Regions from separate parts of the Mus musculus genome. Here regions 1, 2 and 3 are each linked to region 4. Evidence: chromatin contacts called from public promoter capture Hi-C data. All regions are on one chromosome and are shown on one strand. The core of a region is the stretch at or near the end of the contact, and the rest is flanking DNA. Distances in the headings are between cores, read along the strand shown. Region 1 holds the start of S100a9 (S100 calcium binding protein A9 (calgranulin B)). Region 2 holds the start of S100a8 (S100 calcium binding protein A8 (calgranulin A)). Region 3 holds the start of S100a14 (S100 calcium binding protein A14). Region 4 holds the start of S100a11 (S100 calcium binding protein A11).

Region 1 (5,010 bases), core at 647-3,146, 2.8 Mb after region 4:
TACTACTCAGCTATTAAAAACAATGAATTTATGAAATTCTTGATCAAATGGATGTATCTGGAGGATATCATCCTGAGTGAGGTAACCCAATCACAAAAGTAGTCACTTGATATGCACTCACTGATAAGTGGATATTAGCCCAGAAACCTAGAATACCCAAGATACAACTTCCAAAACACAAGAAAATCAAGAAGGAAGACTAATGCATGGATACTTCATTCCTTCCTAGAATAGGGAATAAAATATCCATGGAAGGAGTTGTAGAGACAAAGTTTGGAGCTAAAATGAGAGGTTGGACCATCCAGAGACTGTTCCACACAGGGGTCCATCCCATAATCAGCCACCAAATCAGGCACAGTGCCTGGCAAATACAAAAGTGGATGCTCACAGTCACCTATTAGATGGAACACAGGACCCCCAATGTAGGAGCTAGAGAAAGTACCCAAGAGCTGAATGGGTCTGCAACCCTATAGGTGGAACAGCAATATGAACTAATCAGTGCCCCCAGAACTCATGTCTCTAGCTGCATATGTAGCAGAAGATGGCCTAGTTGATCATCATCAGGAAGAGAGGCCCCTTGGTCAAGAAAACTTTATATGTCCCAGTACAGAGGAAAGCCAGGGCCAAGAAGTGGGAGTGAGTTTGTAGGGGAACAGGGCGGTGGGAGGGTATAGGGGACGTTTGGGATAGCATTTGAAATGTAAGTGAAGAAAATATCTAATAAAAAAAGTCAAAAGAAAGAAAGAAAGAAAGTATTCAGCCATAAAGAAGAACAAATTGTACCATTTGTAAGAAAACGAATGGACCTAGGGATTATCATGTTAAACATAATAAACTAGACTCACAAGACAAGCACTACATGTTCTCTCTATATGAAAATTAAGGTTAAAAGAAAAAGAAAATGCAAGCAAAGTAAGGGCTGAGGGTGGAACCCTTGATGCCCAGCCCGCTGCCCCTGCCAGGCTACTAAAGAAACATTGCTTTCTGATGCATGTGTAAAGGGTGACTTAATTAACCCCTGCCCCCAGGAAAGGATGTGAAAAAAGACTATCAGAGAGGTACAAGGAGAAAAGAGGAATAGAGAGATGGGATAAGAAAAGAAAATAGAAGGAAATTTTTTATCAAAATATATTATATGAAAGTCATTGTTCTGTTTAGTTGTTATAGGCTAATAACAATCATTTTTTTTAATCAGCTACCTTCTAGGATATAAGTTCCTAGGGGACATAAATGACAACTGGGAATAGGATTTGGAAGAGTGACACTGAGAACCACTGAAGATAGCTCCCCTCTCAGATGCAAGGGGGAGAATGTAGTAGTAAATACCCTTAAAAAGAACTGGGATGTCTGAGTACAGCCCCTGCTAGGTCACATGCTAGCTAAATGATCTTAAGTCCCCTTCTGAACATAACATTCCTCTCCATTGGGAAAGAGCTACCACCTCTGAGGAGCTTCTTAACACTAATTCCATTCAAGAACGCCATGAGGACCCCCTCACCCTTCCTCAAAGGAGCCAGGAAAACACATGAGAAGGCTCAGACCATAAACTCAGGGGATAGAGCCAGAATGAGATGGCCACAATGATTCGCCTGCCACCCTCTGTATATTACAAGTCAGGACAAGGAAATGAAAGGTATCAAAGATGGCAGGTAGGCTGTCTTGCTTAAGATTTGGGCGGGGAGGGGTTAGGGGGAGGTTGGATGGAAGGGAAGTGAGCCAACTAACCAGTTTCCCCCCAAACAAGCTCCAAGCCCAGGGCTGGGAATTTCACAAAACATCAGAGCTGTGTGAACATTTCCTGCCCCACCCCAGCTCCCTGACTGTCAGAGTTACCACACTGCTCACCTGTGAAGCAATCTTCCCCGAGATAACCATGTATCTAACAAGGAGCTGCCTATAAATACTGGGCTTACACTGCTCTTACCAACATCTGTGACTCTTTAGCCTTGGTAAGTAAGCTTCATTTTCCGTGGAGAGGAGTCTCCCTACTAGATCTTTTGTTCCTTCCCTTGGCCAACTTTCCTCCAAGCCTTCCTCTTGAAGCCCTCCTAGGTTGATCTATTCATTTTATATCTTCCTTCACTTTTTCTAAGAATGTTGTGCTATAAAATATTTTTGTTTTTTGCATTCCATCAATAGTCAAAATTCTGTTTTGTGTATATGTGGAGGGAAGCTGTCTCTCCATTATGTAGCACCCTACCTGTTCTTTTTATTTTGTGCTCCCCTCCTTATCTTGCCTAACAGTGGCCAGAGACTAGGTCAGGGAAGCTTGGTATCCCATTCTTTTATTTGTAACTTTTGTTTCCCCTATTTTCAAAGAAGAGCAAGAAGATGGCCAACAAAGCACCTTCTCAGATGGAGCGCAGCATAACCACCATCATCGACACCTTCCATCAATACTCTAGGAAGGAAGGACACCCTGACACCCTGAGCAAGAAGGAATTCAGACAAATGGTGGAAGCACAGTTGGCAACCTTTATGAAGGTGAGGCTTGGCTTGTGAGAGAAGAGGGTGCAATCTGCAGCAGTCTGAGAACAAATTCTAGCACCGGGGGCAGTAGGGCTCTGCCATTAGAGGCACTCAAAGTTAGCCATGAGTCAGGAAATGGTTCAGTTGAACATCTGCAATGTGTGGTGCCCTATTTGGGGCAGAGGGCTGCAGAGATGATCTAGGAACCCATATCCCAGTGTTGGTGACACATAACTTTAAGAACACAAGGGAATTCAATGACCTAAGAGTTGGGAGGATGGTGAGACAGTTCTGTGGATAGTCTGGGAATGAGTGACTATGATTTATAGATAGATAGATGAAGAAGAAGAGGAAGAAGAAGAAGAAGAAGAAGAAGAAGAAGAAGAAGAAGAAGAAGAAGAAGAAGAAGAAGAAGAAGAAGAAGAAGAAGAAGAGAAGGAGGAGGAGGAGGAAGATAGATAAATGATAGATTGATAGATAGATAGATAGATAGATAGATAGATAGATAGATAGATAGATAGATAGATGATAGACAGAGAGACGAATAGATATACCGACAGATAAATAAATAATAAATAGATAGTAGGAGCCAGGCAGTGGTGGCACACACCTTTAATCCCAGCACTTGGGAGGCAGAGGCACGAGGATTTCTGAGTTCGAGGCCAGCCTGGTCTACAGCGTGAGTTCCAGGACAGCTGGGACTACACAAAGGAACCCTGTCTTGAAAAATCAAAAAAATTAAAATTAAAAAAATTTTAAACAATAAATAGATAGTAGGTAAGGAGAAAGAGAGAGACAGAGAAAGAGCCTTTGAGGGAGTAATACTTTAAATGAAACCTAGTCCCTGGTTAAAGACTCAAGGGATCTTAAAACAATGAGATGACAGGTTCAGTTAGTTCCTGGAGAAGGAAGTTAAAACCCACTACCCTTCAAGATGGGCTTTATTACAATAGAGATCATCAAGACGATGAAGGCCATAGTCCAGCCTTTAGGTAAAAGAACTTTTATATTCATTGTGAGGACATTAAAGAAAGTAGCATGAAGTGAAAGAATAGCAGAGATGGCCACCATGACCAACATGGAAGGGGACAACTAAAAGGAGGGGGGAGAGTGTCTGTGTGTGTGTGTCAGAGTCAGAGTAAGCCTTTATTTTTTATAACTTTTCCGCAGAGAAGTGTCCATAATATGGCTAGCCTCTGTCGGCTGGTCCCCTGCCCAACTTGGGACCAAGGAAAATCAGAGAATTGTCACTATGGGAGGTATTAGGGGCAGAGATATCTCTTAAGTGAGTACATCAGACAAGCAAGATACTGATTCAGGGTAAACAGAGGTTGCACTTGAAGCTATGTTAGAAGATACCTTCTCTGTGACACCCCCCCATGGGCTTTACTTCCTATATTGACATATTCTACCAGAACCATGGAAACAGGAACCTCAAACGTAAGTTACTCATGAACTACTCAGTTTGTGGAAAGGGGTACTGCTTAGCCAGGGTGTCCCAGCAAGTGAGTGCAAGCCTTGCAGCTAGATGATAGTCAGCAACCACATCTTGATCTTTTCACTTTATCTGAGTCTCCATCAACTGTATCACACCCTTTGTGGTCAGCAGAGCAAACTATGCTCTGCCCCTTTAAGACCCCGTGCTGCCTGGTTTCTTGGGTGCCTCCTCAACTAAGTAGACTGAACAAGCTTTAACAACTAGTTGCCTCCCAGAAAACGACTGGGGTGGGGTATGACTGCAAGAGATACTGAGAAGAGTAGGGGAAGAAAAATCCTCCAGGAGGAAAGAAAAAAAAAAAGAGCCAACAACCTGTGTAGTACTGTGCCTCAAATCAAATCCAGATTTATATCTCCTCTCCTCTACTCCCAGGGCCAACGACCTACAAAAATGACCTACCTTTTAGAAGGTGTTTCCATTTCTATTTGTTAAAGTAATTATAAGGATAAACAATGGATATTTCTATATTTATTAATTGCCTGGCCTTTGAGATGGCAAAGTCCTAGTGCCCACGGCAGAGGGCTCTCTGAGGAAAAAATGAAAAGTGTTTAGCAAATGTTTAGCATCTGCTCCATCATGAGCACTCAGTACGTTATTCTTATTCTCAAATCTAACCCTTTGGAGTAGGTTTTCCTGTGCCTTTGCTATCTAGACACTCCCTGTGCTTCAGAGTTCTCTTCCTTAGCCCTAACAGCCTCCTCTATTTCACCCACAGAAAGAGAAGAGAAATGAAGCCCTCATAAATGACATCATGGAGGACCTGGACACAAACCAGGACAATCAGCTGAGCTTTGAGGAGTGTATGATGCTGATGGCAAAGTTGATCTTTGCCTGTCATGAGAAGCTGCATGAGAACAACCCACGTGGGCATGGCCACAGTCATGGCAAAGGCTGTGGGAAGTAATTAAGAGGTCAGCCATGTGACAGCTGCCCAACCAAGTCTAAAGGGAATGGCTTACTCAATGGCCTTTGTTCTGGGAAATGATAAGATAAATAATAAATAAGTCTTTATCCATTCCATCGTTCTTCATGTCCTTTCTGCC
Region 2 (5,145 bases), core at 1,959-4,458, 2.9 Mb after region 4:
GATGATTGATGTGGAAGGGCAGAACTCAGTGTAAGCAGTGCCCCCCTTCAGCTGGTGGTCCTGGGTGGAATAAAGAAGACTGAGCAAGACCCAAAAAACAAGCCAGTAAGCAGCACTCCTCTGTGGTCCTCTGTGGCCTCTGTATCAGTTTCTGCCACTAGATTCCTACCCTGACTTCTCTCGGTAATGGACTCTTACGTTGAAGTATAAGCAAAATAAACCTTTTCCTCTCCAAGTTGCTTTTGTTCATGGTATCTTAATACAGTGATAGAAACCCTAACTAAACTTCTTCCTTTAGAGTTATTTGATCATGGAAGTCTAAGCAAGTTCCAAAACAATGTACAGTGTTGCTGTTGCCCTTGACTGTCTCCCAGAGACAAATCCCCATTGCTGAAGACATCACACACTCCAAACATAAGAGTTGGAGGAATCAGTCTGAGTCTGACGTATAAGCCTCCTCTCTGAAGATGAGCTTTCATGGTACAGGAAGGCACTATGATAGCGGACAAAGGAGGAAAACAACCAATAGTCCCAACCATATGTGAGGCCTGTGAACTGCAGCAATGACCAGTCTGGTAAGATATCCCCAAAGGTGCAATAGTGGCACTTCTTATCTTGTCAGTGACCAACAATCATCTATTGGTCCACTCAACTGGAGGTAATACATCCTTTATTGTAATCCTAGCCATCTACTTGTGGATGATAAGATCATAGACCCTACAAGAGATCCCACAACTGCCATTTCCTAAAGCCAAAATGATTTCTAAGTATATTCTAGATGCTTATCCTTCTACCCACAGATAAGTGTGGCTCTTATCTCTGCTCATTCAAGAAGCTTGTGTTTGCAGCAGACAGAGAACATTACAGAAGTCACAACTAGTCAAATGCATACAGAGAATAAATGGTGTTAGGGTACCCAGCACCAAATGATACATCTGTAACACAACTCCTACACATAAGGCTCATGAAACATCACAGAAAAGGTTCAGAAATACCGTTAAGAGCCAGAGGATTAAAATGTCTACTGTGGAATTGTGTCTTCTATATATGACAGGGAAACTGCTCCCATAAAATATCAACAATATTTAGGCTGCCTAAACAAGACCTGAACAATTACGATACCAATTGACATGACAACATAAATGGGAGAATAGGTTCCCACCCCTAGATGAAGATCTATAGGCAATTAATAACTGCTAAGAGGGATTACAATAAATCTTCAAAGATGAGTCCACTGAGTGGTTATCTAATACCAAGTGGACAGCCCTAAAAACATATGAGCAATCCTAATTGAATTCATCAGGTTGTATTTATATGTTTATTCTTATATCTATCTGTAACAATTATAATTAAAGAAAAAGAGACCATGTATTTGAGAGGCAGTTGAGAGGAAATGACGTGGAGGAGATTGAAAGGAGCAGAAGGAAGACAGGAATGATATAAATACAGGACACATATAAAATTTAAATGTTTTATTTAAAAAATAATAAATTTTTTTAAATTAAAAAAGAAAATTCAGTTTAATGGCTAAGCTCTGGTGAAAGGTCTCCGAGTTCCTCATTTTACCAGTCCCTAGGAAAAATTCACAGATGTAATGATGGCAAAGGTCAACAGCTAACAGATGACCATAGCTGTCCTTTGAGCTTTATGAGTGCACTGACCTATCTACTCATTCCTGTATCATTTAACTGAGTTGGAAGTTTGGAGTAAAAATGGAAAGATCACTACGATATGGGACCAGATGTCCCTAGGAACCAGATGTACTCCTCTAGTGCCTAAGGTAGGACTAAAAACCATCCACCTACCCCAAGACAGAAAATCACTCCTCTCTCTCTCACCCTCCCTCCTTCTTCCTTTCCTCCCTCCTCCTTCCTCATATACACACCTTTCATACCTATCCTACTAATTTTCAAAAAGTCACATCTAAGACATTTAACTAGAAACTAAGTTATGTGCACAGCATCCGTTTGCCTAGAATCCTCCTGTTTCCAAATCTCCCATTTGGGATAAACCAGTAAAACTACCAAGTCTAAGTTACAAACTTTGGGAAATTCCTAAATCCTAGAACCACTGGTTCAAAGTTCAGGGGCCAGAAGAGACTGAGAACAATCTGGGGGTTGGTGACCAGAGGAGCAGTCATGGGAAAGGACTGGACCATGGAGAACAGTAAGGACCAAAACAAGACAGTTCTTTCCAGTTTTCCATCCCTTCCTTCACCCCCAGGAAAGACAAGAGACTCAAACAGACCTGAGATATGATGACTTTATTCTGTAGACATATCCAGGGACCCAGCCCTAGGCCAGAAGCTCTGCTACTCCTTGTGGCTGTCTTTGTGAGATGCCACACCCACTTTTATCACCATCGCAAGGAACTCCTCGAAGTTAATTGCATTGTCACTATTGATGTCCAATTCTCTGAACAAGTTTTCGATATTTATATTCTGTCAAGAAGAATGGGGGGGGTGAGTTCAGACTGTATCAGAGAAAAGTAAGCGAGGACTATCTGTGGATAAGTATTGGCTAACTGCAGAAAGCAACTTGGAGGGCTAGCCATCCCAGCACCATTAGAAAACCCTGAGAACATAGCACCTCCTCACCTGCACAAACTGAGGACACTCAGTAGTGACCATTTTCTTGAAGTCATTCTTGTAGAGGGCATGGTGATTTCCTTGTATATTGGAATAATTGTGGTAGACATCAATGAGGTTGCTCAAGGCCTTCTCCAGTTCAGACGGCATTGTCACGAAAGATTTCCTTTCAACTGAAAGGAAAAGTCGCAGAGGGATGGGAGCTGCAGTTACTCACGGCAGGGTGACAACTGAGTGGGCATTCAGGTTTTTAACCCAAGAATGGGCTTTGACCTGGCCTGTACCACTCAGATAACTAAACCCAGAAAATGGCTCTATCTCTGATGGGAAGGGGTAGGAGAGAGCATTGGAGAGACTTTAGTACACACACACACAAGTGTAGCAAATTCTCCACACTAAACACTTCCTGCCCTCTTCTGCTAGACACTGCTAGAAGGCTCTACGCCATTCCACTTCCTTTATCCTCAAGCATTTGATCGGTGCTGGAGACTTCCCCACGCTTTCTCGCCCTCTCAGAGGAGGCTACTCTATCCCCCAACCCTCGCTAAGGAGAGCCTACACTGTGAGACAGTCACATAGCCCTACTTACACGATGTCTTGAAGACGGAGCTGACAAAGGATATGTGAGGCTAAGTGTCAGCTGCTTTTATAGAGGAAAGCTTGGCCAGCTGCCCACAGCCTCGGGCTATGGAGACAACGCTCTTCCCTTCCAGAGTTGCCACAGCCTCTGTTTCCTAACCAAGTCCATGTGGCAATCACTGAGTACAGTGAGCATTTCTGAGTCTGAGGAAGTGGGAGTGTTGGAACATTTACCAGACAGGAGTACCCAGCAGGAAGAATCAGGATGGGGCATGGCAATAAGTCCATGTCTAGGCCCCTGGCACCTCATCCCTGCATCTAAACAGACTCTCAATCTTAACCCTCTCCTAATTGGATCCATTGCTGATCCAATGCCTTCATGTCCAGTCTACCTCTGAACTGAACTGAACTGAACTGAACTGAACTGAACTGAACTGAACTGAACTGAACTGAAGGTGTATGCTTCTGTATGAGTGTGGGTGCATAGAAAAGACAACTTCTCCAAGTTCTCAAAGTACCAAAGACCTCAGAAACATTGCTGGTTCTAGCTACTGGATATTAGTAAAGTTTGGAGTACTGCTATGGGGTTCTATTTAGATGGGTAGGTACAGTCTTTGGAGGATAGCTGTATTCCCAAGAGTTGGACAAATTCCTAACCTGCCCGTGACTCTTAATGGTCATTCTGCTCTAAAAGCTAAGGATGTCCTGAGTCTTTGGATGTAATTCCTGGTCTTCATTCTGTCCACCCTCAGCTGCCACTAAGTCACTGCATGATAACAGTAGAGACCCTTTCAGCCTCTCAGAATGGTCACTGTACCTTTGTCCCCAGGAGCCTGGGATGAAGAGAGGAGTGAACTCTAGGATGGTGAGGGGTCAAGTATTTTGGAGAGTCCATGTGAGTCTCATGCCCAAGGGAAAAAGAAGAGGGGCTTATTCCCAGGAATTCATAGGTGCAATCCCCAAGCCCAGTAGAATACCACTCGAATTAACTGGCTGCCAGTTTATAGAGGTCTATGGAGTATTTCTCATATGGGTGGGTTTCATCCACATTATCTTACAAAAGCTTCATAATATGCTTCTCAGGAAGGCAGAGAGCTGAACCAGCCAATGTACAGACGAGGAAGCTGAAGCCCAGAAAGGTGGAGGGAGTCAACCAATTTCCCAGTCCAAGTGTGTCAGAATTGCAGAGTCCCTAGCATGATCTGACAAGAACTAGAGGTGATGGGGAAAACTCATCCCTTCTCTCCTTCAGATACCAATCCTGGTTCTACTTCAGCACCCAGGCCATCAGAGCTGTGGTAGCTGATCTTTCCTATTGGTTCAATGGGATTCAGACTCACCATGAAAACAAATCTCTGGGCATATGTGTGAGGGATTGTCTAAATCAGGTAAACTAAGACAGGAAGATCCACCTTAAACATGGGCAGTACTTTTCACAGGTTGAGGTCCTGTTGGAGAACAGGGTATTTGCCCCCTTGCTCTCTGATTCCTGACTAGAAACACACTGTGACAGCTGCCTCTTTTTCTGTCTGCCATGCATTTCCCATTCTGATAGACTGTATGCTCTGGAATTGCAAGCCAAAATAAAGCCTTCTTTAAGTTGCCTTTGTCTGGTTTGTTGTTGTTGTGGTGGTGGTGGTGGTGGTGGTGGTGGTGGTGGTGGTGGTGGTGGTAGTGGTGGAGGTGGTGGTGGTGGTGGAGGTGGTGGTGGTAGTGGTGGAGGTGGTGGTGGTGGTGGTGGTGGTGGTGGTGGAGGTGGAGGTGGTGGTGGTGGTGGTGGTGGAGGTGGTGGTGGTGGTGGTGGTAGTGGTGGAGGTGGTGGAGGTGGTGGTGGTGGTGGTGGTGGTGGTGGTGGTGGTGGTGGGTTATTACAGTAATGAGCCAAGTAACAGTTTCTTGGGGAAGTGGGTGAATTAACCTCTCTCCTTCCAGTTTCCACTGCCCACTAGATTCCAATAAGCCACTTCCTTCCACTATAG
Region 3 (5,011 bases), core at 2,105-4,604, 3.0 Mb after region 4:
TCAAATGTATAGCCAAGATAAAAATTTTCTCCCAAGCCTCTTAACTTTATCTTCTGTCTCTATTATCTATAGCTGTACCAGCAAATTTCCAGGCTGCTGAAGAATGTGAACTGCTCCAAAATGGCCTACAATGTGCCAGCCTCAGATGTTTCCTAGAACCTGCATCCTAGACTTCTCCAACGAGGCTTGTACTTCACTAGACGCAGATGGTCTCTCAAAACATGGCAGTGAGGGAAACAGATGTCCCCAAGCCTGCGCTCTTCTCCCTTCCCAGCCTATGACCAACATTCTAGCCTTCTTGGGCCAGTGACAATAACGCCCCATTGTCAGCTAAGAAGCAGTTACAGAAGACATTATGTTGCCGCTTATCATCAACCAAAAGGCTGGAATGTCAAAGAAAACACTGGACAAATGTGTATCTGTGGTGCCTATTCAGCCTACCCAAGAGAGGCTCTTTCAGCATCACCTGTTACAGAGTCCTGGGTTCTTTTAGCACTTCTCACCCTCACTACCTACCCTAAACCTCTCCAGCCCCTGAACTTTTTTCTCTTCCCCTAACTTCTGATTCCTATATAACTGGGACATCTTGGACACACAGTCTCTTAGTTCCTCTTTGTCCTCTTAGTCTTCTTTTGGTCCTCTCTCTTGCTCCTCTCTCATTCTCACTCTTGCGGCCCCCTCTCTTTCCTCTCGTGGTCTATTCTGCTGGCCATGTTCGGTCTACATTCTTCCAAATGCCTCTGGCTAGTCTCTTCCTCATATCTACCACAAAAACCTTCTCCTCAACCATACCTAGGATCATTCACGTCCTCACTTTCATTCAACCTCCACCTACTAGGCACACATTGTGTCAGGCTTTCTGGCAAGTATTCCATGTGATGGGTCACATCCTTCTCCTATGAGAGGACTATTCACCATTCCCATGAGGAAACGCACCATAACAGAGTGCCCAGAGTTCAAAGCTGTGAGTAGCAGAGTTGGGAATCCAAACTCCAGCCACTCAACCTGTTTCTAAGTACCTATTTCCCTTCACATTAGTCAGCTCTGCCCCAGGACACATGGTTCATTCCTTTCCCCAGGTATGCATACATGTGTTTTTATCTCCTATCAGAGGACCAGCCCTGGAGAGGCAAGGAGGAGCCTGTCTCTCTGAGATGCATACCTTTCCCTAGCTCTTAGCGCTGGGACCACCCTCAACCCAAGTCCATGGGATGAAGTGAGTGCCTAGTCTCTTCTACTGCCAACCACTCACTCCATCCTCATATCTCCCACCTACCGATGACTCTGCCATTGTCCCAAAGAACCCCACATCCCTGGACCCTGAATACTGGGCAGAGGAGAGAGATAAAGAGTCAAGACAACGTATTTTACATTTTCCAATATTTTTATTAATCAAATGATATAAAATAACTACCATAAATGCCCAAGCATCTAGCTGGTCCTCTCACCCCAAAGTGATGAAGTCATGCCCTCCTCAGCCTCTTTTGCAACTCTGCTCCTATTTCCCCTGCCCCTACTCAGGAACAGACACTGGAAGGAGGATGGGGCAGAGCTGGAAGCAGCAAGGATAGCACAGGGCAGACAACTACAGTTTAGGTGGGACAAGATTAGAAGGGGGTAGGTTCTCAGACACCCTTTTCAGGACCAAATATGCAGCCAGATTCCCATCCCTGCTCTTTGGATCACTTCCATAACCCAGTTCCTTTCTGCCCTTCCCCTACTACCAAATTGCTTGGCCCTTACCCTTCCAGGATCCCTGCATATCCTCTCCAGCCCCAACCCACCCCCTGAGCTCCCTTGAGATGAGGACTTCTGGACCCAGGAGCTCCATGGAGCCCACAGGGAAGCCTGTCCTGAACGTGAACATTGCAGCAATGAGGAGAGGTGCAGGCTGGGGAAGGGGGTGGTGGGCATTGAGGGTTTTATTTCCAGTGCCTCTAAAACTCCCCTATCCCCAACACCCCCAACAAGTTCCAAGTAGAAGTCCTCAGCTCCGAGTAACAGGCCTCTCCATCTTCACACTCTTGGCTGCTTCTCCAATCAACTCCCAGAAGCTTCCAAACTCCAGTTTCGAGTCATTACAGTTGCCCAGGTTGGCAATTTTCTCTTCTAACCCACAGTTGCTCTGAGGACAGGAAAGACATCAAAACTCAACAAGGCAGCACTTCCAGATCTTCCTGCCCCACCCTGGCCTGGGGCAAGTAGTAGGACAGGAACCTACCAGGTGTCCACAAAGGGGAAAGATACAGGGTTCCCAATGCCAGTGGGGTGGGGTCCTGGAGCACTAGCTTGGGAAGTCAGGGGTATGGGTGGGGGGTGGGGAGGGTCCACTCCCTCAGTACCGGCATGAGGTGTGGCAGCTGCTGGGTAACCAGGTCTCGAAGCTCAGCAGGGGTCAGTGTTTCCTTTTTACCCGCCACAGAGTATTTATGGAAGTTCTTGATGAGTGTCTCAATGGCCCTCTCTACATCACTGAATTCTTGGGCATCCTGAAGGAGATACAACCCACATGAGGAGGGCCCACCCACCCTACAAAACCCTTCTCAGGAGCCTGGAAAGTCAACAGGGTAGAAAGTGGCTAGAAGACACTCTAGAGGCCAGAATCCTGCCCACTCCCTCTCCTCTGGCACAGCGTCTAGGGCACAGTGGCCTCTGCCTTAAGATTAGGCAAGCCCTACACCCCCGATCTCAGGCAGGGCAGGCTCTAGCATGTGCCCAGACATCCTATTTCCAGAAGAAATTCATTTGCATCACCCTGTGTAGGCACAAGGGAGGGGATTTGGGACTTGCTGGCAATATCTACAGGCCAAGGCCTAGGAAGAGAGCAGAATTCAGTGAGGGGGCGCAAACCCTCATAACAGAAGAGGTGAATGTAAGAACAGAAAGACAGGCCAGATGAACGGGCCCACCTCAGCATTGGCTGACCGACACTGTCCCATCGTTCCTGGTACACTGGTCCTTCCTTCTGTGAGTTGAGTTTTGTCGTCTGTCCTATAGCCTGCCCCACAGGAGCTGATGGATCATGATCTACCTAGAGGAGGGGGAGACCTAAGGTGAGAAGAAAGCTCATTCTTCTTTTTTTCACGACCACGTTTGGCTCCACCCAACATATGCCTTCACCTTCACTGATCCAGCCCCTGACAAAGCCACAGCCCCCAAGCCAACTCACTCAGAGGGAATCCCCCTCAGCTCCATTCCTTCCCACCTCCTCCAGCCACCCCTGTAAGACTTGGGCAAGAGAGGCATGGGTTGCTCCCTGGAGAAGGACAGCCCATCCAGGTTGAAGGCGCTGAGCTTTCTTACCTGCTGGCAGCTGGGAGACAGGATGGAGGAGCCAGCTCACCTGAGCTCTGCTCTTATACCTGGGGGAAGGGAGGGGAGACGGGGCAGGGCCAGGGCCTTATCCCTCAGCCACCCCAGCTATTGCAGCCTCCTGGGCTGGGAGCCAGCTTTATGAGCCCCACCCTCTACAGCTCTAGAGTCAGTCCCCACCCCTATCATGAGGAGGAAGCCGTGGAGGGCTGGGTACGGGATGCCCCTGGCGCAAGATCACCTTACAGAGTCACAGGGAGAGGAAAAAGAAAAGCTAGGGAGATGCAGAGGGGATCTTAGCTAGGAGGGTAAGAACCTGAGGCAGCTATGATGCAGGGGAGCAGAGGGGGTCGACAAAAGAGAAGCAAGGGCTGATCAACGGAAGCTTATGGAAGGAGAAGCTTGAACGAGGCCCATGGATCTCTGTGCTTTGGCATCTCTCTTCTCCTCTCCCTTCCAACTAGAGCTAATTTGGCTTGGATCACTCGGGCCTGCTGAAACCTAGAGTCAAGCCTCTCAGTCCTGACAGCCTAGAGATGAAAGGTTGAAAGGAGAGGCCAGAGGAGTGTGTCCCAGTACTGGGAAGGCACTGAGCCTTCACCTGAAGTCCTGCCAGCACCCTGCAGCAGCCCAGGGTGCACATGTGCAAGCTCAAAGGAGTTACCTGGCAGGTAACCACCTCTCCAAACTGGTTACACTGCTACCTCCTCCCTCCTTCAAAGTCCTACCCTCTCCCTGAACGGCATCTCAATACCAGCCCTCCAAGCTACTACCCAGGCACCCCAGGGGAAACCTAAACTGTATTTCCTAGGACTGTGACTAACCCAACTAGCCTTCCTACCTGCCCAGGACCTAGGGCCTAAAGCCACAGGGAAGCAGAGACAGGTGGAAGGACAGAGGAGTCAGTGGAAGGATTGCATGGACCTAGAGTCAAAATTCCCTTCCTTACTCTGAAATCAGAGAATATGCCCAGACAGTCTTCCTGTGTCACATGCTGGAGGGCTCCTGTATTTCTGGTCTCAATCAGGGATTTGTCTACATGTCTCATTTAGAGACCTCTGAAAGGCATCAATCTGGAGACCCTACAAGGGTCTCGTCATCTGAAGGGCCAGGAATTCGGAAAACCTCTCAAATGTGTCTACCGACATCCCTCTGGGGTCCCTCTGGGGCCTCTTTCCTGCCTCTTGATGGGGAATTTGTCTCTGCTAATTTTTCTCTGGTTGACTAGCTGCCCCAAGTGGACATCCACAGTTACAGCAGTGACAACCCAGGGCTTACATCACTGCCACACCCCTACTCTCTCTAGTGGTGAGTTATACAAAACACTTGCTCCTCAAGTCAGAGGATACTTGGGAGGGAAAACTCTGTCCCTAAATGCTCCAACTACCACAGCTCCCTCTCCCTGTCATATTTGAGCAATATTTCTCCAGGCCAGTTCTAGCCATTCTTGTCTTCGTAACCTAACCTCCCCAACAATGTTTCCTCAGAGCCAGATGGAGTAATGCACCTGTAATCCCAGCACCTGTGAAGTTGACGCAGGAGGATTGTTGAAGGTAGCAAGACTCTTATCTTTAAAAAAACAACAACACAAAAAAAAAAGCAAGCTAAGAGAGGGCTAGGGGTATGGCTCCTCCCAATTGCCTAACATGCAAGATCTTACTCTGATCCTCAACACTGTAAAAATTAATTGAATTAGCCT
Region 4 (4,660 bases), core at 1,712-4,211:
ACATATGAATAATCTGTTCATATGACTATAGGAATCTGCACACACATGTTCTGAACTTTGGAGGGAGATTACAGTGAGTGACCTATTCCACAAGAGGCTACTGTGATTGAATGAGATGCCCTAAAGTAATTCTCATGAATTTCTCTGAAGAAAATGAACAGCACATCTGTAATCGTGCACTGGGGGGGGGGGGGGGAGGAGAGAGGACATTTTAGACGTTCGAAAGTATATTCAGCAAGGTGTGGGGGTGCATATACCCTTGGAGGATCAAGAGTTTGGGTTAACCTGGGCTACCTAGTGAAACTATAGATTTATTGTGTGTGTGTAAAGCAGAAAGCTAGACGTCACTAATTTTACTTGTGCAGAACTAAGGCATGAGAGGGCAACTATCAGGGTAGCGTCACCCCTAGGCTCTCGGCTACAAGGTTCCTTTCTACAGAGTTCTGCCTTTGTTTCATCCAAACGCCACTCATTTCCAAAGGAATGGTGGCTGGAATGTCTTAACACAGAGTTAAACCAAAGCTGTGGTTGCACCAGGAAGAGCATCATTCAAGTTCTGTGCCGGACTCTGCTTTTCCCACAGCAGAATTCCTAAAGGAAATTCTACTGAGTTGAGTCATCCTGGTTGAGATCTGTTCCCAGAATCCAGAATTGATCCGTTGTGCTCCCCCTAGTGGGTAGCAGCGCAACTGCAGGGTTTCCTAGACCCTGTCAACCACACCCTGACACTTTCTCGCTTGATGTTAACTATGATTTGTATGTATGTATGTATGTAATTTAGTATTTAGTTTTTGACTGCTCTCTAAGACGGACTTTCTGGATACGAAAGTTGGAAGCTTTCAGGCTGTGCAACAGCACATGCTAAAGATGACAAAAGCTGGCAGCCCCGCAGCCTCTCTTCCTAACACCTATCTTTCTTTTTCTTTCTTTCTTTCTTTCTTTTTTTTTTTTTTTTGTTTTTGTTTTTGTTTTTGTTTTTGTTTTTCGAGACAGGGTTTCTCTGTGTAGCCCTGGCTGTCCTGGAACTCACTCTGTAGACCAGGCTGGCCTCGAACTCAGAAATCCGCCTGCCTCTGCCTCCTGAGTGCTGGGATTAAAGGCGTGCGCCACCATGCCCCGTTCCTAACACCTATCTTAAGCAGCTTATTATCAAAATTGCACTGCTGTGGCTCACTGCACCTAGGAATGCCCAGAGTACCTGAACCTTCTTCTGGAGATAAGTTCTTTCTAAAGAGTCTGAAGGAGAGAAAACTATTGGTAAGTTAGGGGGGGGGGGGGGGGGAAACACCAAACACCACAGCCTAGAAACAAGTGTTTACACAACATGCTCTTCCTATCAGAACTAAAATCTAGCTGCCTTATTAGTGTGTCACATGATAGCAGGAGAGTTGGCACGGAGGACTCGCTAGACTGGGGAGGAGGTTCCAGGCCTATAGATGCTCCTTTCTTCTTTCCCTTAGAACAGAGGGCTCAGATGGGAAGGTTTTGCCCATGTGGAGCAGCGGCTGAAAGAGAGGGCACGGCCCACACCATCGCCCTTTTGCATGATGGGAACAGTGACAGCAAGGAAAACCCCACTGTGAAAGGACGCAGTGAGATCCTTTTAAAACGCAACCTAAACACCCAACGTTCCAGGGAAGCTTCCCCTTGACAGAAATATGTGAAAAAGAGGGAACCACACCAACTATCTCTTTCTCAACCAGCACCAAAGCTCTTCCTTCAAGTGTTCAGGGTCTCATCTATCTCCTTTCACCTCATAACCTGTTGGTGCTGGGCCCTAGGTACCCTGTGTGATGAAAAGGGGAAGAAGGAAACAATAAGTAGGAAGTGATGAAAGACTGACACACCAAAGCAGGGGTCCGCAAGCTTTCTGTTGCTGTTATTTGCAATAAAGGGACAGCTGTGGATATTTTTTAGCTCTTTATGCTCCATAAGATCTTATCACTCTTGCCATAGTCAGGCAGCAAGGGTGAGGATACATAAAGCAAAAGGGTGTGGCGGTGCCTGTAAACTCTATACATTTGATTTTCATGCCATTCTCATGCATTACAAGGGATTCTTTTCCTTTTGAATGTCTTCCAACCATTTAAAAACATAAAAATCTATAATTAGTTTGGGACTAGGGCAAAAACGCACTTGGGCCTCTCTCCAACATTTGCTGATCCTCTTTGAAGAGTCAAAGGAAGGGGTAGATTTTGGAGGGGATGTGAATTACTGGAAACATTTTTTAAAGAAACGAGGGGAACTGAAGTAGCAGGTAGGAGACAGGCAGGTGATGTAGGGAGTGGCTAAAAAGATGGCTGGGAGTGGAGTAAGGGGGAGAGGAAAAGAGCGAGCTGGGAGGGACTGGCCTCCTCCCACATTCCTGTCTGTGGTTCCAATGGCTGCAACAGGCTCCGGTTTCTCATCTGTATGTCTTGGCTGTTTGCCTGCGGTTTCCCCGCAGCTGAGTCCCCCAGAATTCAGGAAGGCTACGTTCTGAACCGCTTTCTTTCTAGTCTTCATGAACGCCTAGCGACGCTGCCCCAAGTTCTCACTGAGTCTGCAGCTCTCTGGCGGCCGCCACTGGTTGGGTTCAGGGGCTCACGGCCCCAGGGAGTCTAGCGGCCGCACCCAGCCCGGGCTCAGGCCAGTTAGGCAGCCGCACCCAGCCTAGAACTTATTTTGCCCGGGAGAACAAAAGACCGCCGTTTCTCCCCACAGGCTGTTATTAGGGTGTAATTTTAGGGCTTCCTCGTGCCCTCCACTCTTCTCTAATTGCCTCCCACAGTTTCATCTTCCCGATCCATTTTCTGCCACGTCCACACGTTAGTCCAAGATACACCCAGCCAAGAGCATGCGTAGCTCTTTGTTGTTTTCATTAAAAAGAAAAAAATCTAAAAAGTTCAAAAACTTATGCTTACCAAGTTGAGGAGCGAGGTCCGGCTGCGACTGTGGCTGACGGTGGCTGGGACAGGAGTGGCGGTCGGGGTCCGGGTCCCGCCCCTCAGCCTGACTCAGGCTGTGCCCGCCCCGGCCCCCGCCCCTCCGCAGGCCTCGGCCTGTCCCCATGTCGGTGCTCTAGACTCAGCTCACTGGTTGTAGTCCCTGTGACTCAACAGGTCTCTGTTCCTCTCTCCCTGGAATCTCAAAGATTTTTGGCTTTAGGGGAAGTCATGCCCCTAGCTCTTTTTCTATGCACGTGTCCATTTGCAGTTCAGGTCAGATAAGCAGAAAGAATGTGAGTCGTGCTCATCAAGTAGGTCCCTAGGAGCTGGGGCTGTCCTGCTACACTGAAGAAATTTAATAAACAGTTGTGATTTTTTAAATTTTTCTGACACGTGGTATTCCTGAGTAGCTAAAGCTGACTTTGATTCTCTATGTAGCACAGGCTAGCCTCAAACTTAGGACCCTCCTACCCCCGCATCCCAAGTGCTGGATTATAGGTGTGCACCATCTGGCCTACCTAAGGGCAGTGATTATTGCCAACAGAATATTGGTGATTATTGTCTAGAGATAATTTTCACCCTGCTTTCAAGTTTTAAAATGACAGTTAAGAAAACTCTTGCAGCTAAACATCTCCCTGTGCAAGTGCGGCATTTTCCTGTCTGTGTTTCAATAAAGTTGGGAATTGTATGACAAACTTCCAGCTTCTAATCCTTGGTCCACAACATCACTGCAGCACTTTTGGCAAGTACTGGCCCCTCTGAGCTTCCATTTTCCCATCTATAAACAAGCCATGCTGCCTTCACCACTTAGTAAAGGCACGTAGAATGTCTATCACATAGAGTGATGCCCTTAAGGAGACACCCCCCGCCCCAAAAAAAAGAACAACTTGCAGAGTAGATGTGAATAGGGCATTGTGTGAATGCTTCCTGGTTTCTGCTCCCCCAATTTCACCAGTCACAGTTCCTGTCTCTTGTTTAGGAACCCTTGAAGTCAGACATGGTGGCCCTTGCCTATAATCTCAGCATGTGCAAGGCTGAAGAGGGAAGACTACTGCAAGTTCAAGGCCAGCCTGTGGCCTACCTAGTGAATTCCAGAACGGCTTGGGTTACAGAGTAGGATTTTGTCTCATAAGAAAATTAGAATCCAAACCAAAACAAACACTCTTGTGTTTCCAACAATAATTCAAAAAATAATTAGATCCACCCTCTTTCCATTTCTGCCGATGATGTGACCATTTTCCCATTTTCCTTATTTGAAAACATTAGCACCATGTTTTTAAAAAAATTACTTTCTTACACGATTTTCTAAAATCATGGCCCTTGGAATTTCAGCTTACTGTGTGCTTGGACCCACCTGTCCTTCTTCCACACCTGCACTGATAGAGTTTACATCCCCACTCCCTTTTTCCATTGATTTTGCAACTGGGCCCTTGCCCTCCAATAAAAACATATTTAATCAATAAAAACACATTTTCCCAATGTGCAATTTTGATTGATTAACTGCTTACTTTAGAACAAAACACACAATAAAAGAAACAAAGTAACTTACTAATACTTTTATACCAAACCAAACTGCTGGGGACAGAAAGATGGCTCAGAGGGTAAGGGTGCATCCTCCAAGCCTGTTAACCTGGATTTGATCCCTGGAACCCAAATAGTAAAAAAAGAGAACCAATTTCTACATGCTGACCTTAAACCTCCACATGTGTGTTATGGTGAGTGCCCCCCTAATA

The links. Promoter capture Hi-C pulls out the DNA fragments that hold promoters and counts their contacts.
Region 1: a promoter capture Hi-C map of neutrophils shows a contact between it and region 4, with 5 times the contacts expected there. The contact joins the promoter of S100a9 here to the promoter of S100a11 in region 4. A contact is called at or near these places in 4 of 39 promoter capture datasets (cranial neural crest, hippocampal neurons, liver and 1 more).
Region 2: a promoter capture Hi-C map of neutrophils shows a contact between it and region 4, with 6 times the contacts expected there. The contact joins the promoter of S100a8 here to the promoter of S100a11 in region 4.
Region 3: a promoter capture Hi-C map of trophoblast stem cells shows a contact between it and region 4, with 6 times the contacts expected there. The contact joins the promoter of S100a14 here to the promoter of S100a11 in region 4. A contact is called at or near these places in 7 of 39 promoter capture datasets (cranial neural crest, frontonasal cranial neural crest, hippocampal neurons and 4 more).

What each region holds. Positions count from the first base shown.
Region 1 is chr3:90,692,607-90,697,616 of GRCm38.p6, reverse strand. It overlaps S100a9 (S100 calcium binding protein A9 (calgranulin B)), which reads left to right and starts at 1,896. Exons shown (of 3, transcript NM_001281852.1): 1 at 1,896-1,949; 2 at 2,320-2,484; 3 at 4,683-4,987. The coding sequence starts at 2,332. The coding sequence ends at 4,871.
Region 2 is chr3:90,667,134-90,672,278 of GRCm38.p6, reverse strand. It overlaps S100a8 (S100 calcium binding protein A8 (calgranulin A)), which reads right to left and starts at 3,208. Exons shown (of 3, transcript NM_013650.2): 1 at 3,177-3,208; 2 at 2,597-2,760; 3 at 2,245-2,440. The coding sequence starts at 2,737. The coding sequence ends at 2,312.
Region 3 is chr3:90,525,192-90,530,202 of GRCm38.p6, reverse strand. It overlaps S100a14 (S100 calcium binding protein A14), which reads right to left and starts at 3,354. Exons shown (of 4, transcript NM_025393.4): 1 at 3,304-3,354; 2 at 2,910-3,031; 3 at 2,343-2,489; 4 at 1,366-2,125. The coding sequence starts at 2,939. The coding sequence ends at 1,988.
Region 4 is chr3:93,518,797-93,523,456 of GRCm38.p6, reverse strand. It overlaps S100a11 (S100 calcium binding protein A11), which reads right to left and starts at 2,961. Exons shown (of 3, transcript NM_016740.3): 1 at 2,904-2,961.